Linked DNA regions of Zea mays: region 2 is linked to region 1. Evidence: chromatin contacts called from public Hi-C data. All regions are on one chromosome and are shown on one strand. Each heading gives the region's core, a stretch centred on a gene start, on an enhancer-like site or on the middle of the called end of the contact. The rest is flanking DNA. Distances are from core to core; before and after follow the strand shown.

The links. Hi-C and Micro-C count contacts between places; a contact is called where the count stands out from the background.
Region 2: a Hi-C map of ear shows a contact between it and region 1, with 4 times the contacts expected there. The contact joins two enhancer-like sites. A contact is called at or near these places in 2 of 25 Hi-C or Micro-C datasets (ear and tassel).

Annotation. Positions count from the first base shown.
Region 1 is chr5:157,098,886-157,106,271 of Zm-B73-REFERENCE-NAM-5.0, reverse strand. It overlaps the pseudogene LOC103628591. Among protein-coding and RNA genes, the nearest start is that of LOC103627089, 63 kb to the left of the region's middle. Within about 2 kb of position 2,946, at least 17 of the 20 cell types and tissues checked have an H3K27ac peak or open chromatin away from gene starts, as enhancers often do. A contact at or near this core is called in ear and tassel, where this site is marked.
Region 2 is chr5:157,557,721-157,565,106 of Zm-B73-REFERENCE-NAM-5.0, reverse strand. No RefSeq gene overlaps it. Among protein-coding and RNA genes, the nearest start is that of LOC109939553, 97 kb to the right of the region's middle. Within about 2 kb of position 4,741, at least 15 of the 20 cell types and tissues checked have an H3K27ac peak or open chromatin away from gene starts, as enhancers often do. A contact at or near this core is called in ear and tassel, where this site is marked.

The sequences.
Region 1 (7,386 bases), core at 1,697-4,196:
GAAGGTCATGCTGGTTTATGTCGATGGACCGGAGCAGGGAAAGACGAGCGCTGAGTCTTGATCGAGGAACTAGAGAAGTTGGGTGATTAGTTGTGGTGGCTGACACCTACAGGCACTGACGGACACGACGATGTGGAGGAGCGGGTCGTCTTGTCGACGCATTTGCGGACCGGTGGGACACGCGTCCAGGACGTGGGAGTCGTGTATGGAATACACTACCTACGAAGGTTTCAGTGGTTGAGCCTCAAAACCATCCAGCACTATATTTCGCTGGTTTCATCGAGTTTGGGCCTCAAAATCCGGTGGTACGGTTCCAGGAGGAATCAAGGGAGGCACATGGCGTCGTCACGAAGAGTGCGGCGAGACAAAGCAACTTCGTGAAGAGTGTGTGGCCGTCTGATAAAAAATTCAGGAGTTGGTCCATTTTAATCATGGCTGAGTGGATAAGCTCTAGTATGTATGAATAGTTTAGAGAAGTATAATAACTCTCTATAAATAGAGAAGAGGGGCTAGTTATGTAGGATTATCTCTTTGGGCTTTATACCTTAGGTGCATTTAAACCATGGTTTGAGGTTGTGAGATTTTGAGGAAGTGTGCAAAGCTGCTTTTTATTTCATTTTATCAGATTCGATTTTGCACTTGATGTATTTTCTTCTTCTCAACCCTTCCTTTGTGGATTTTGAGATAATTCTTGTTCTTGATGGTTGAGGAATTTTTTTGGTGATACTCTCTGTTTGGGACTGCCCTAGAATTACCTTAAGTCTCTGGTTCAAGCAAAATCTTGAGTGTGTGGAGTTCTTGACCAGTTTTGTTCGAAATAGCAAAACCGCAACAAAACCTCATTCGAAACTGAGTTTTTGAATCTATTTTGGTTGCGCTTATCTTTTCCTGATCAAACTTCATGAATCACCTTCTCTTCGTCTGCACTTGCTGCCTGCAAATTTGAGGTCGACCTGATCATTTTCTATCGAGCGGCGCTGCTGCTCTAACGCGCGGCATTGCTCCTCGTCGGCACCGGTGGACTTTGGTCCAGCACTGCTGCTCGTCCCTAAAGGTCTTTGGAATTTCCTGTGAACCTTTGAATTCCAAATCAAGTTTTTTAGTCCTTAGGAGCTCATATTCTTTTTTCAGAAACGTAGTAGGCGTATCCAATCGATACTTGATTGAGTTGTAGCTTTTTGAAGTGTTTTGATTTCTCTAGATGTTTGGATTGGATTCGGGAATCAAGTCACGTGATCTCTAGATTGAGATTTTTTTTTTACCTTTTAAACAAAACAGCTCACTACCGCTCATCGTTTAGGGGCAAACACTTTCTCGTCCACGGTATGAACGTAAATGTAAATCTCCAGCCGTTTGAGAACGAAACGGAGCCTCTACCGGGCACGCCATTTGCCACCCTCCTGCTAAACCCAAGACGCAGATAGATGTGTTGCACCATAAGAATACTAATAAACAAGTAAAGCTGCACTTGGTTGACGGATCCACTAATATTTATCACCACCAGAGCACGCGATAAGCACCGATTGAAAAAGCGATACCGCATGCCAAGGTCAGCAGCGCGCGCGCATCGTGGTTTCCTCCCCCTCTTCATTGCTTGTTCGGTTGCTATGGGATTGGAGAGGATTGAAGATGATTAAATCTCCTCCTATTCAATTTTAAATAGGAGGGGATTTAATCCTCTTCAATCCCCTCAAACCACTAGTAACCGAATATGACCTCACGCTTGTTCGATGACAAGGGATGAAATCTCATTATGAATTTAATCTAGATCTAAATTGAGTGAATCTACATCTCGTACCTAATCGTATGATGAGATTAAATCCATCATTTAATCCATCTATCTATTAAACCTAGTTATTCTTTTTTATATATAGATTCTAGTATAAACTTGTGTACTATCTTTATGGATTTGTTCCATTCCTAATGAGCCGTGGATAAAATCTATGACTTTTATAGTTTAAAAAATTCTCAAACCTATTAGGATTTATGGGCTAGGGCCCAATTAAGAAATTCAATTAAATCGTAGAAAAATCTCAAAAATCCATGTATGGGTATAGCTAGAGAATGATGGAACTATTAGTACCATATTGTTAGTCCAAGTGCAGTGAAACTAGTTTAAATATGGAGGCCACACTCACTCACCAAGTCATGGATAAGAGAAGAGAGAATGGAGAACCACACGCGCTCGCTCGACTGGCATAGCTGGGACGGGGCGGGGCGAGGGGCCGCGTGCGTACGACATCCACGTGAATGGTCCATCAGTATGTATCATCTGATTTGACTTTATACTTCGTTTTTTCTGATTTGGTCATGATTTATATTCAAATTTAATCTGAAAAATATCTAATTATTCAACAAAACTCTTAGATTATAATCTATAATGAGTTTAACCGAATAAAAAGTTTAAATAAGCTTAAATTATTTTAAGATATAGATTGTGACATACATTTGATTTCAATATATGCTAATTCAGATCTCTCCCATGATTTCCGCCATCCCACACTGCGAGGCCAGGGCCAGCGGGGTTAATTGCTGGGCTCCAGACTGCAGGCTAAACGAGGAATTGGTCTTGGTACCGTGAGACGACGGGGCATGGCCTTTTTTTTTCTCCGGAAATCCCAGATGTTTAGAATTCATGCGCACCTCGTCCTCGTCGCATGCCTTCGCTTCCTGTGGTCAGCTACACAAGTCAGTACATACAAGGATAAAGACATCAGGTTCACAAATGAACCAGAACGGCATTCAAGAGCAAATTGCTAACTGGCAATCTAAAGAATACAACAGCAGCTGCAGAGAATAACCATAATAACAGCTAATCTCTATTACTTATTAAGCCTCTAAGAGTAGCCTGCCTTTTTGGCGTTCTGCCTTCCGGTGATCTAGACCGTCCGTGCGCACCTCTCTCTCTGTTGTGCGTTGTCGATCCCCGCGAGCCCGCCCTCCCTCACCCCCACGAGATGGTCGGGAGATCCGCCCTCGCCTTGCCTCCGCGCAACAATCGTGCGCCCACCCCTCATCGCAATCCAGTAGCTCCGGCCTCGCCCCCTCAACCGCGCATTCCCCTCTCCCACACCCGCCTCGTTCGCCCCTACCGCGCCATCAACGCGCCTCCCCCGCCGCACACCCCGTCCTCCCCATGCCGAATCGTGATGGTTATGCTCCCCACCCACGCGCCACGTGCCTCCTCCTTCCCCGCCGCTCCCACCCGAGATGGTTAGCTCCCCTCCTTCTTCTGGTCCCTTCCCCTGCCTCACTGCCAGCCAGCGATGGAGCAAGGCCAAGGGATTCGCCGGATTCACCGAGCGGGCTCTGGTGGCGGCCGGCGCTGCCGTCGTGTCCGCCATTCTTGTCAACCCCCTTGACGTCGCCAAGGTACGCCGGTGACCCTGTCGTTGCCTCTTTCGCTTCCTCTCAACTGCCGCCCCTCAACCCTCGACACTTGCCCACAACTGTCGCCATTGCCCGCTCGCCATGGCACTAAAATAAACCCCCTCTGTGGCCGCCCCGTATCCTCTCGCTGCGGCCGCGGGCTGGGGAGCACGGGCCTTGGCATCGTCATAGCCGCGGGAGTCTTCGGCGCCGCCGCCTCGTTGCTCCTCGCCTACTTCTTCTAGCAGTGCACCGGGAAGGGCAAAGGAGGCCGCCGTCGCCACAGGCGCGGCACCAGCGAGTCGGGCGGTGGGGAAGACGGGAGCTGGTGGACCGAGAGGCTGCGGGCGGCGCACAACCGCCTGGTCCCGGTCTCGCTGTTCCAGAAGCCCATCGTGAAGGTCAAGCTCGCTGACCTGATGGCCGCCACCCATGACTTCAGCACTAGCCACATCGTGGTCGCCGGGAGCTCGCGGGCGGCCGGGGACAGCTTACCGAGCCGTGCTACGGGACGGGTCTGCACTGACGGTCAAGCGCCTGCACTCGTGCCCACTTTCGGAGAAGGCGTTCAGGGCAGAGATGGGTCGTATGGGGCAGCTGCGGCATCCTAACATCGTGCCACTGCTGGGCTTCTGTGTTGTCGAGGACGAGAGGCTGCTGGTGTATAAGCATATGGAGAGTGGGGCTCTTTCATCGGTGATGAAGAAGCCAGGGGAAGCGCCGCTGGATTGGGCAACGCGACTTAGGATCGCCGTGGGGGCAGCAAGGGGGCTTGCGTGGCTGCACCATGGGTTCCAGGTTCCGCAGATTCACCAGAATTTGAGCTCGAGTGCAGTGCTTCTCGACGAGGATTATGATGCTCGGATCACGAATGTTGGGCTCACAAGGTTGGTCCGGATGGCGCCTGGCGAGGGTGGTGATACCAGTCCTTTCCTGAACGGGGACTTTGGGGAGTTTGGCTATGTTGCTCCAGAGTATGCTAGCAATCCAGTTGGTACGATGAAAGGCGATGCGTATGCATTTGGGGTGATATTGTTTGAGCTTGTTAGCGGGCAGGAGGCTGCTGCTGTGGTTACTGACGTGACAGGTGAAGGATTCAAGGGGACATTAGTGGACTGGGTTAACCAGCTCAAGGCTTCTAGTCGAATCAGTGATGCTATTGATAAACCATTGCGTGGAAAGGGCCATGAGGCAGAGATTCAGGAGTTCTTGAAGATAGCTTTTGCTTGCACCCAGCCCCGTGTGACGGAGAGGCATTCAATGTATCGGGTTTTCCACGCTCTGAAGAGCATCGGAGAGGGCTGCGATGTCACGGAGCAGTTTGATGAGTTCCCATTGGCCTATAACAAGGATGATTCAGACGCTATTTAGCTGATGATGCTGATTGCCAATTCGATTGTGGAAATGTTTGGTCAGGCTTATTGATGATATATATATTTAGCCTTGCTATGGACAGACCGGAAGCATAAATGAGTGATAAGAGAACAATATCGAGGCACCAAATCTAGCGCCGGATGCCGGGTGGTCAATTACATCGTTGCATCGACAGGGGATGTGATAACCATGTAAGCTGTAATATCAGTTTACAATTCTGTATGTTGTTTTAAAGTTACTGTTAGTGCCTGTAGTATCTGTGTGGAACTGCAATTCTTGATGGCCAAAATCCTGGTGTCACCTTTCGAAGTTCCTTCTTGGAACAACCAGCTTGCTGTTCAGTCATTGGATTGGCACTCAATGTTTCATTACCTTCTTGGAAACTTATAGGAGGGTCCTGGGTAGTTAAAAATGTTCTAATGTCTCTTTAGCTTATACTCTTCTTCATAAGAGGCATATTTATGGGCTTTGAATATGTAGCTAGAAATGTTCTGTTTAAATGCTTAAGCTTTCAAAGGGTATGCTATACACATCTGGGCCTTGGAACATCTCCTGGTCTTTGCTCTATATTCTAAAAGCTTTCTATTTGGAAGCATCAGCTATAGGGGAATGGAACTTTCAACATCACCTTTCTGTACTATAGTTCTTTCAGCTGTTTTTCTAAGCTGGTGGTATACCGGTGGAGTCTTATGTAGCCGTCTGTCTTGGTTTGAGAGCAATGCCGCTTGCCAAGGAATCTGAGTTTTTTGGGCTAGAAAATCTTGTAGCGTTTTTTGCTTGTTTTTTCTCCGCCTGTGTGGTTTCGATTTTGCTGCAATTATGCAGAGAGATCTCGCGTCGAGTCCTCTGGTTGCTTGGGTTTTAGCATGGATTCCAGTTTTTGTTTTGCTAGGCATGAATTGCGGTAGCTTACATCCGATAGATTTTTGGTTATAGTGCAATGCTTAATTCACTTTGCTGTGTATCTGATTGTGACTATTTTTTTGGTGCCCCTGATTTGCAGAAGTAATATTGCTCGAAAATGTAGAGCTGACTCTTGAAGCCTTTGACTACATGCAGCTGCCATTCACGCTGAAAGGTGGTATCAATTTTTTAATCCGACTGCATTGATTATCCTCTTTGTTAACCATTGCATGGTTGTAAACTTTTACTTTTGTTCTACTGCTTTACAGGACAAATTAGGAAGCTAAGCATCTAGATAGGAGAATTTGATTGGTTCGTGTCAATATTTAATTTCTTAGCTCACTCTGTTCATGCCTTTGTGGTTCATGGACAACTGCTGCTACGTGCTCCCTTCCCCGACAGCGCATTCTAACACGACATGATACACCAGCAATTGGAATGTTGTCAACATCAGCGGCAACGACGACAACGCCACATCGAGAAACAACAACTGTGGGCCAGGGAGCACAATCCCGTGGTGCGGTGACTTGCCCACGTTTGCCATGCTGCCTTGATGCATGGCACATCAACAAGAAGAGCACCAGTTTGGAAGGCTAATTCCGAAGGAATTGAGGTAGCAAATTCAGGCATTGTTGTCGAGCAGAGATGTATATGATATATTGCAATATATTAATACATTTAAGGATAATGGACTAGATTGCATGATGCTATTGTAGGAGGCTTCTTTGTAGAAGGTGACTGGTTAAGAACCTTCACAATTTTGAAAGCTTCATACTTTGTACATCATTGTATATCAGAACACTAGATTTCTTTGAGCTATTGGTTAACAAAATAATTGAACTCAGTTATTCATGTTGTTTTCACTATTTTTCTTGTTAATTTTTGGAGTGGATTGTTCTTCTTTCTCTTTGTCTTTGCAGATGTGCAGAGGGAGATGAAGAATGTGGAGAAAGACATCAGGGTAGCTACCAAGCGCAATGACATGTTATCTGCAAAGGTACGGTCAGTCTGATCTTGTTTTCTATATAAGTGTCCCTCTCTTGTAGCATGGATTGCTGGGATTCTGACAGTAGCACAGTTTGTCAAGGTGAATCTTGGAGTAATGTAGATACAAATCAAAGTTATCTCCTGGCGCTAAATAAGGTTTTAGAATTGATGTTCATCTTCTTGTCTAATGTGGATTGGGTGCTATTACATGAGCAAAAGAAAACCTTAAAGGTTGTCTTAGTGTATAAATAATAAACATGGCAGGAGCAGAACCAAAAGAAAAAACAATATCATAACCTTTGCACACCTCACTACAAATTTAATATGCTGATGTCATACATATGATGTACTATTACTTTTGATATAAGCTTCATACCTGGTAATCGAATATAATATGTGAATGTGTGTTGGGTCACACATTAATTATTTTTCTAGAAAAATGTAAAGTTTGAAGATTATTTTAGTTGGTTTGCAAATTCTTCAGCTCCTGCGTTTGACTATTGTCATCTCAATTTATTTTAGTCGACATTTGTTTACTGGAGACTAGAGTTCAGTTTTACTTCCATTGGATCAATTGTTGTGCGAATCATGAATAAACTTATTAATTGGAGTAATTGGTTTTGTCTGAACTTCCTACTTCCAAGAATGCTCGGGTATTTGAGATTGACTTTGGATCCGTTGAGGATGCCCAAACAGGCATTCTCATGTTTCTGGCACAAACAGAGAAAGATATTTTAGCCACCAAAACTTATT
Region 2 (7,386 bases), core at 3,492-5,991, 460 kb before region 1:
TAAGGTGGGAGGGAGGTAGAAGATGGCAACACCTAGATTCTATATATTACGTCTATTTACCATATAATTCTTTGTGACCCTGATTTAACCAATTAAATCGTGTAATGTCATCTATTTCTATGAACCTCTACTAATTTATTAAAAATGTGATATCATTTAGGTCAAATAATTTATTTTAATCTATCCAAATTGTGTTAGGTTCATATTAACTTTGTGTTAGGTTCATATTAACTTTGCGTACGTAGTAATAACATTATTTTAATTATGTCACATGTTTTAATTATTTACTTGTTTAATTAATGTTAATTAGCTAGACAATCTAATTAATCTAATTTATATTTCTAACCTGCACATTTTATAAATATTTGTTAATTAATATCAACTCAAATATTTCAATTCAATACTTGTTTAGTTTAAATGCAATATATGTTAGATCCCGTCTATTATATTTATTACGCTTAAATTATCGTTTGTATCTATAAATTCTTCGTTTCAACTCCGATTTTAATGGTTCTCGAACCTACGATCTCGTAGCAATGCGTAGAATATTCTTACACAGTTTATTCTTATGCTTTGGTGTAATATTATCATATCCATTATTTGCTTGATTGTATGTATTACTACGAGTAGAGACGAGATGACGAGTAATGTGAAACCCAACTCTTGTGGCAGCATCTGGGACTACAAGGTTATCGCAAGTATAAGACAAGTTGTGCCCTTGATCACTTTTTTTTACCTAATAATGTTCTCAATAATCACTGTGACATGCTCAGGTTAACTTGATGGGACCAAATAAGTTACCCTAGTTTTGGTTACCCTGCATCTTGCATATAAATAAACTATTGGTTAGTTTTGCTATGCTCTACCTGATCTTGGGATTAATGCTATATATGAATTACGATCATATTTTATTATTATTGTCAATAGATTAACTATTGTTCATGATAAGATTATTTTGTTAATTGTAACATAGAGCTTAACCTGGGAAAACAGTGCTACCACAAGGGTGGAATGAGACATACTTGGTCAAGTAATTAGGAAAGTTAGAGAGGTTATCTTACCTGAAAGGGGCAAGCGAGGAGTGTGTCGTTGTAGAATATAGGGAGGTTCTCGGGTCGAACTATCTGTGATAGCTTTTTGGATGAGGGATTGCTATGATCCCTTCTTCCTAACACCGTAGCGGGTTTTCTTGAACTAGTGAAACTTTGGAAAGGCCTCGTAGTGCTACCCTGCCTCGTCTCATCGATAGAGATGAATGGGATTTGAGACCCCTTGGCAAATGGGTAACACAACTTATGGGTAAAGATGTGCAACCGCTGCAGAGTGTAAAACTGTTATATTAGCCATGCTCACGGTCAAGAGCAGCTTAGGACTCTCGCATAATTAAGTTATGGAATTAAAGAAGGATGCTACGATGAGTTCGGGGAGGTCTAGACCGTCATCTCCTAGTCAACTATGGTTGCGAAGGATCGTTGTCGTCATATGATGTAATTTGGTAGCTATTTTGTACAGAACTCATATTATATAATAAAGATACGGCAATGATTTCTATACCATAAGTTATATATGTGAGACTTAATCATAACACATATTTAAGACATGTATGAATTTATGCTTAAATTCGGATATAACAACTGATCAGTGGCGGTTATTTTGCTTAGAAATGGTTTGGTAATCTCTGGGTGTGCACCACGCTCCTTGCCATGACAGTCGCGCTTCTCCTGGTCGTGCCGGGCCGAGCGCCTTCGCCGTGCCTGGGAGAGCGTCACTGGGCTGAGCACGGCCATGCTTGTTGCACGGGGTGAAAGTAGATGGGAAAGTAGAGATGAGAGAAAGTGGGACGAGAATGTGAGAGTGGGACCAGAAAGATGGAGAAGAGATGATGGAAAACTTGGTGTTTTCATTTTTTTCTATTTTCGTAGATTTTTTATTTAGTTTCAATTTTTCATTTGTTTAATAATATATGAGTCAATAATAAATGTTGTCATCACAGTAAACATATTTGGCACACATAAAAAACGAAAAAGTTTAAATTACCCCCCTCACCTATGGATAAATGTTCATATAATCCCCTAAAGTATTTTTTTGTTCATTTTACTCTTTCAATCCTTTGGGTTGGTTCAGTTTACCTCTTAACAAAATTTATCTTTTTTGTTTCTTCCATGTACAAATTGAAATTCAAGTTTACATTTTTTGAAGTGATTGTGGACATCATAATTTATATTATAAAAATATGTTAAGAAAGGTTTTATCATTATCTCATATTTAGTTTGGTATCATTAAAGTTATTATCTTATCTAATCCCTAACATATCAAAATATTTATAAAAATCATAATACATTTTCTAGGTTTAGTTATGTTATTATCTATTAACCAACAAAATTTGAACTGAAAATCAGTTTGTACATAAAGGAATGAAAAATAAAAATTTTGTTAAGAGGTAAAGTGAATCAACTCAAAGGAGTGGAAGGGCTAAACTGAACTAAAAACATATTTTAGGAGTTATGTGAACATTATCCACAGGTGAAGAGAGTAATTTAAACTTTTTCCCATAAACAATAAGGTGGCATGACAATATATATAACATATTACTTATGAAATCATGATTCCAATAATTACAATTTGTTTTGTATCAACTAGCAATACCGGATATAGAAGAATCATATTCATATTTGATCATAGCTAAATAAAAATATTAAATAACTTATAGGCAGATAAATAGACAGCTCATTATATGAACAGTCCATTTATTTGTCTTTGTAAAAAAAACTTACAGATAATCTGTTGTTTGTGGTTGTACATGAGTACATGACCCTATTTGTCACCCACTAACACTGTATACAAGTATCAATAAGCAATAAAGCTAACGCAGAAGGCGGGCCTACCTCGATCTAAATCAGAGCCCACGGGACCTCCCATTTTGCAACATCGTTTTTCACAGTACTTTGCCGGCAGTTGCTGCAGCGTTTTTACAGTGTTTTGTGTCATATGGTCAGTTTGTTTCAGCCTTTTCTAACCAGCTTTTTTGATAATCTAATTGTAGGGAGAATCTGGTTTTAGAGAGAATCTGAGTATCATGAGAATAACGTTACGAGGAAAATAAAGAAGTTCATATGATTTAGGATCTAAAAAGTGACGGATTTCTATTATCACAGTGGCTCGACCGATTTTATATTCATGTTAATTTTGTATGGTTTTTATCAAAAAAACGATTCTTATAAAAATTGATTGATAAGTTGGCTATTTGGTAGTCCACGACAACTTCGGGTGACTAGAAGCTAAAAAACTGAAATAAACAGGACATAGAATCAGAAAAGCTGCAGCCTCCCTTCGGCTGCTAATAATGACTTCCGAACGGAAGCCTACGAGATGTCGAGATCGCTAGAATAACGCTGCATGTGGCTGTCCCTATTTCTAGTTGCACCGTACATATATTTTATTTTATTTTAATCTTTAAATTATTGAAATCTAAGGATTAAAATGAAATAAAATAGATGGTCAGTTCCTAGAAAGTAAATAACCCTTAACTGTTCCAGATAGGGCTGAAAATGGATGTCTGGAGATTCAAATTATCCATATTCGTAAATTGCTAATATGAATATCCGTATTCGTATTCGATTTCAATGTAGATGTCAAATGGATGTATTCGATTTTGATTTATAGTACTTTTCTCTATCCGATTCTATATTCGTATTCGAAAAAAACTATGAAACATTCGATACTATCCGTATCCGTGAAAAAATATGTTTCATGAAACCATTTCAAACTTAACTTTATCACTAATTACTAATTAAAAATGATTTTAAGTTTAACAATATACTAGAAAAATGATATATATCATTTAAAATATTAAAAAATATTTATATGATAAATAAATATATCAACCTTATATTTCTAGTGATATCCAATGATAAAATTCAATAAGTTTCATAAACATTCAATTATAACTCTCCACTTTATCTATATAGTGAACACATCTAAACTAAGTTACATAAACATTCAACTATAACTATCCACTTTACAATATATAGATAAATTTTTTCATGTTTTTATTTAAGTTTTGGTATACACATTTATATAGGACATTCATTCATTTTAGAACGAAAAATTTGTTTTTCTTAGTACATTTACTATTTTATATTAATTCTAATTTACTTGTATTTATACAAATGTCACTTATTAAATATCATGTGTTGTTGTTTATCTTTTGTTACATGCTTCGATAGTTTAAAAATATTGTTTATATAGTTTTGTTGACTTGGATATGGAGGATCATGAGAAATCAATTTTAATTTTAATATGTTTTAATTATCTATTGATTATCTATAAACTTGTACTTAAATAAAAATTCACATATACATATGTTAAATTTAGGGTACGTCGTTTGAGTTGAATTGAGTAAACATCCGAACAAGAATTCGAATTCAACTATCTATTTTGTATTCATATTCTAATATATTCGAATTTGTATCTGAATTCAGACTAAAATATGGTAAACTATGACATTCGAATTTATATCTTTGATCCGTTTCCACCCCCAGGTTGATGAAGAAGGCGAGGCGTTCGTCCTACGGACGGACGAGAAAAGACAATAATGTCTCTGATGCGATGTGTTGTCTGTCTCGCCTGACGCTGACACTCTGCCTGCACCTTCACGAGTTCAGAAGAGAACCGAGATGCCCGAAAGTGGTTTCGCAACGGGCTCATGAGATCCCAACGGCCCAGCCGCAAAGCAGCAGGAGGGGGAACGGGAGCGCCCACGGCCGGTAACGCGACGGGCAACCGAGCCCAGCAGGCCCACGCAGGCGGAAACCGTGGTGATTGTTTAAAGTTAAAAAAATGAAAAACGTTTATTTTGTCTTCTTAACTATGACGAAAGTTAGTTTTTATCTTAACTCTAAAACCGGAAAAATCTCCCTTATGCTATGCTCGGTAGAGCATGCATATGGTTGTTTTGTCTTTATATTACGCTGTGTAATATTTAAAAATAGGGAGTGATATAGAGGATGAGGTAGATTGACTACTGGAGACCGTCCTAACTCGTGAAACAAAATACACTTGACCCATGAATGTTTCTGTCGATAGTTTTTTTCTTTTATGTTTATTTTATCTACATCTTAGAAAAAAGTATATTAAATCATAGAAAAATAATAAAATAAAACTCAATCACGTTTAACTCCGCATGAGTAGACATACATGTTGGTCACTCGTTCTCAACTACTATGAATTAAGAACAATGCAACACCATTTTTAAACGTTAAGGACATTCGTCCTTCGAGGCATTATCTTCTTTCGGATATAATGAGATTTTCAGACGAAGGTCACGAAGAACATGTCTTCATCATTCATAAAAATAAAAGCTTATACACATAAGATGTGTTATCTATTCACATATTTATCCCATAATAAACGTATAAGCATTATCATAATTTATACTACATTGATACATTCGGCTTGTTTGAAGGTGATGACACAAGAGCAATTACAATCCAGCGTGAATAATACGTGGATACTGTTCATATATTTATAGACAACCATAAGGGTTCGTGTGCTATTACATTCATGCCAACAATTACATATAGAGTTTACAAGATGTCACAAGAACAATATCGTCATTTGTATTTAATAACTTGAGCAACACCTTCTCGTTGCATCGTCTCCTTGTTTCGCCGTGATGAAGCCTGCTTGATGAAGCGTGCTTCGTTGTACTTCTCTTGTACTATGCCGAAGCTCTTTTGGTGACGAAGCTCCTATAGTATTCAGTAATATGCTGAAAGCAAATAGTTAGCTATGTTTTCTAGGACCTTCGTAAGAGGAAGGCCTCTAACAATACACAATAATTTAATTCGACATGCTTTAATATAAAGCTTTTATGTAACTTGAATCTATGCTTTTATGTAACTAATTCATAGCTATAATTTCTCTAGTCCAATTGTGATGAAAGTTTTACGATGAGCTATTAATTGCATGCTTCAGTTGTAGTAACAATTTTACGATCGTTGGATCATAGATGACTGAGTTACAAATTTATCTACATAAAACTATAACACAGTCATATATGATCCAATGAGCATGATGTTTTTGCTACATCTCAAGGATATAATGATTAGCCCATCACAAATTTTTTTATCAAAATTAGTCTACAAAAACTATAATTGTGAATTAATTCTTGCAAAAACATAGATCTAAGATATAGCTAAAACTATATTGAAGCATACCATTTGTTCACTGTGTATATGTACTCATGTGGAGTCCAATGCAAATAGATTTCGATTTTATGATTTTTTAATTTACTACAATTTTCAAACATTTAGCTAAAATAAACATAAAAGAAAAAACTACCAAGGGAAGCAATCATAAGGGTCATGTGGCTGATTTTGGAAGATATAAATGAGGAGCTATTTCCGGTTTTTAAAGATAAAAATAAAAAACTATCTTTTAAAATAATTGAAGAAGACAAAAATCATGGTTTACCCCATCGTCATGGTCATCGCGCGCCCTACTGGCCCATGCCCACACAAGCGTCGATGGATGGAGCATTCATCTAGTTGATAGTCCTTGGTAGCTTTGCAATGCAATTCGCGACGGCTAGCTGGTCAGGTGGTTGTACACGCAACGCACTGCTCATGCTCATTACATAAGCGTGGATGGATGGGCCAGGCCTGGCACCATTGGCCTACTAGTCTCCAATAGAACTAATCTGCTGTCTTACGGCAGCGTGCCATGTGCTCGTTGATCTTCAATCGAACAAAGATGTGTTGTCCTCCCCCGTAAGCAGCGGCCAAGCCAACCACATCAAACCAATGGCGCCATCACTAAGCTAACATTGTCGCCAAGAGCCAAACGACACCACATTCACATGTGCCATGCGCCCATAGGTCTTAGCCCCCACGTCGCTAACGAGTAGAGATGGCAAAGGGTATCGAAACCCGACGGTTTTTTATTCTATTAGGGCTTGTTTAGAAACCCTATTTTTTCAAAGGATTTTCATTTTCCCAAGGAAAATTAGTTCATTTTTCCATGGGAAAATAGAAATCCCTTGGTAAAATGGGGTATCCAAACTAGTCCTTAGGGTACATGTATGGGTCAATTTTCTTACCCATGGGATTATTAATGGGAATAAAGTTGTACCGTCGGGCGTGCGGGTACGTTCTTATGGTACCCAAACCCGCAAACCCATCGGTAAAATATACCCGGTTCAGTTATATTGTGTGCCTCTTAAACCCTGATCTGCTAGTATATGATCACTAGTAGAAAAGAGCTCAAAGCCTGCGACACCCATAAATTATCACTGGCGGTTTCAGTTATCGCGCGCCAGTAAAAAAACGAGGTGGGCCCGGCTTGGGAACCGCCAGTGGAAAACTATTTCCACTGGCGGTTTTTCAA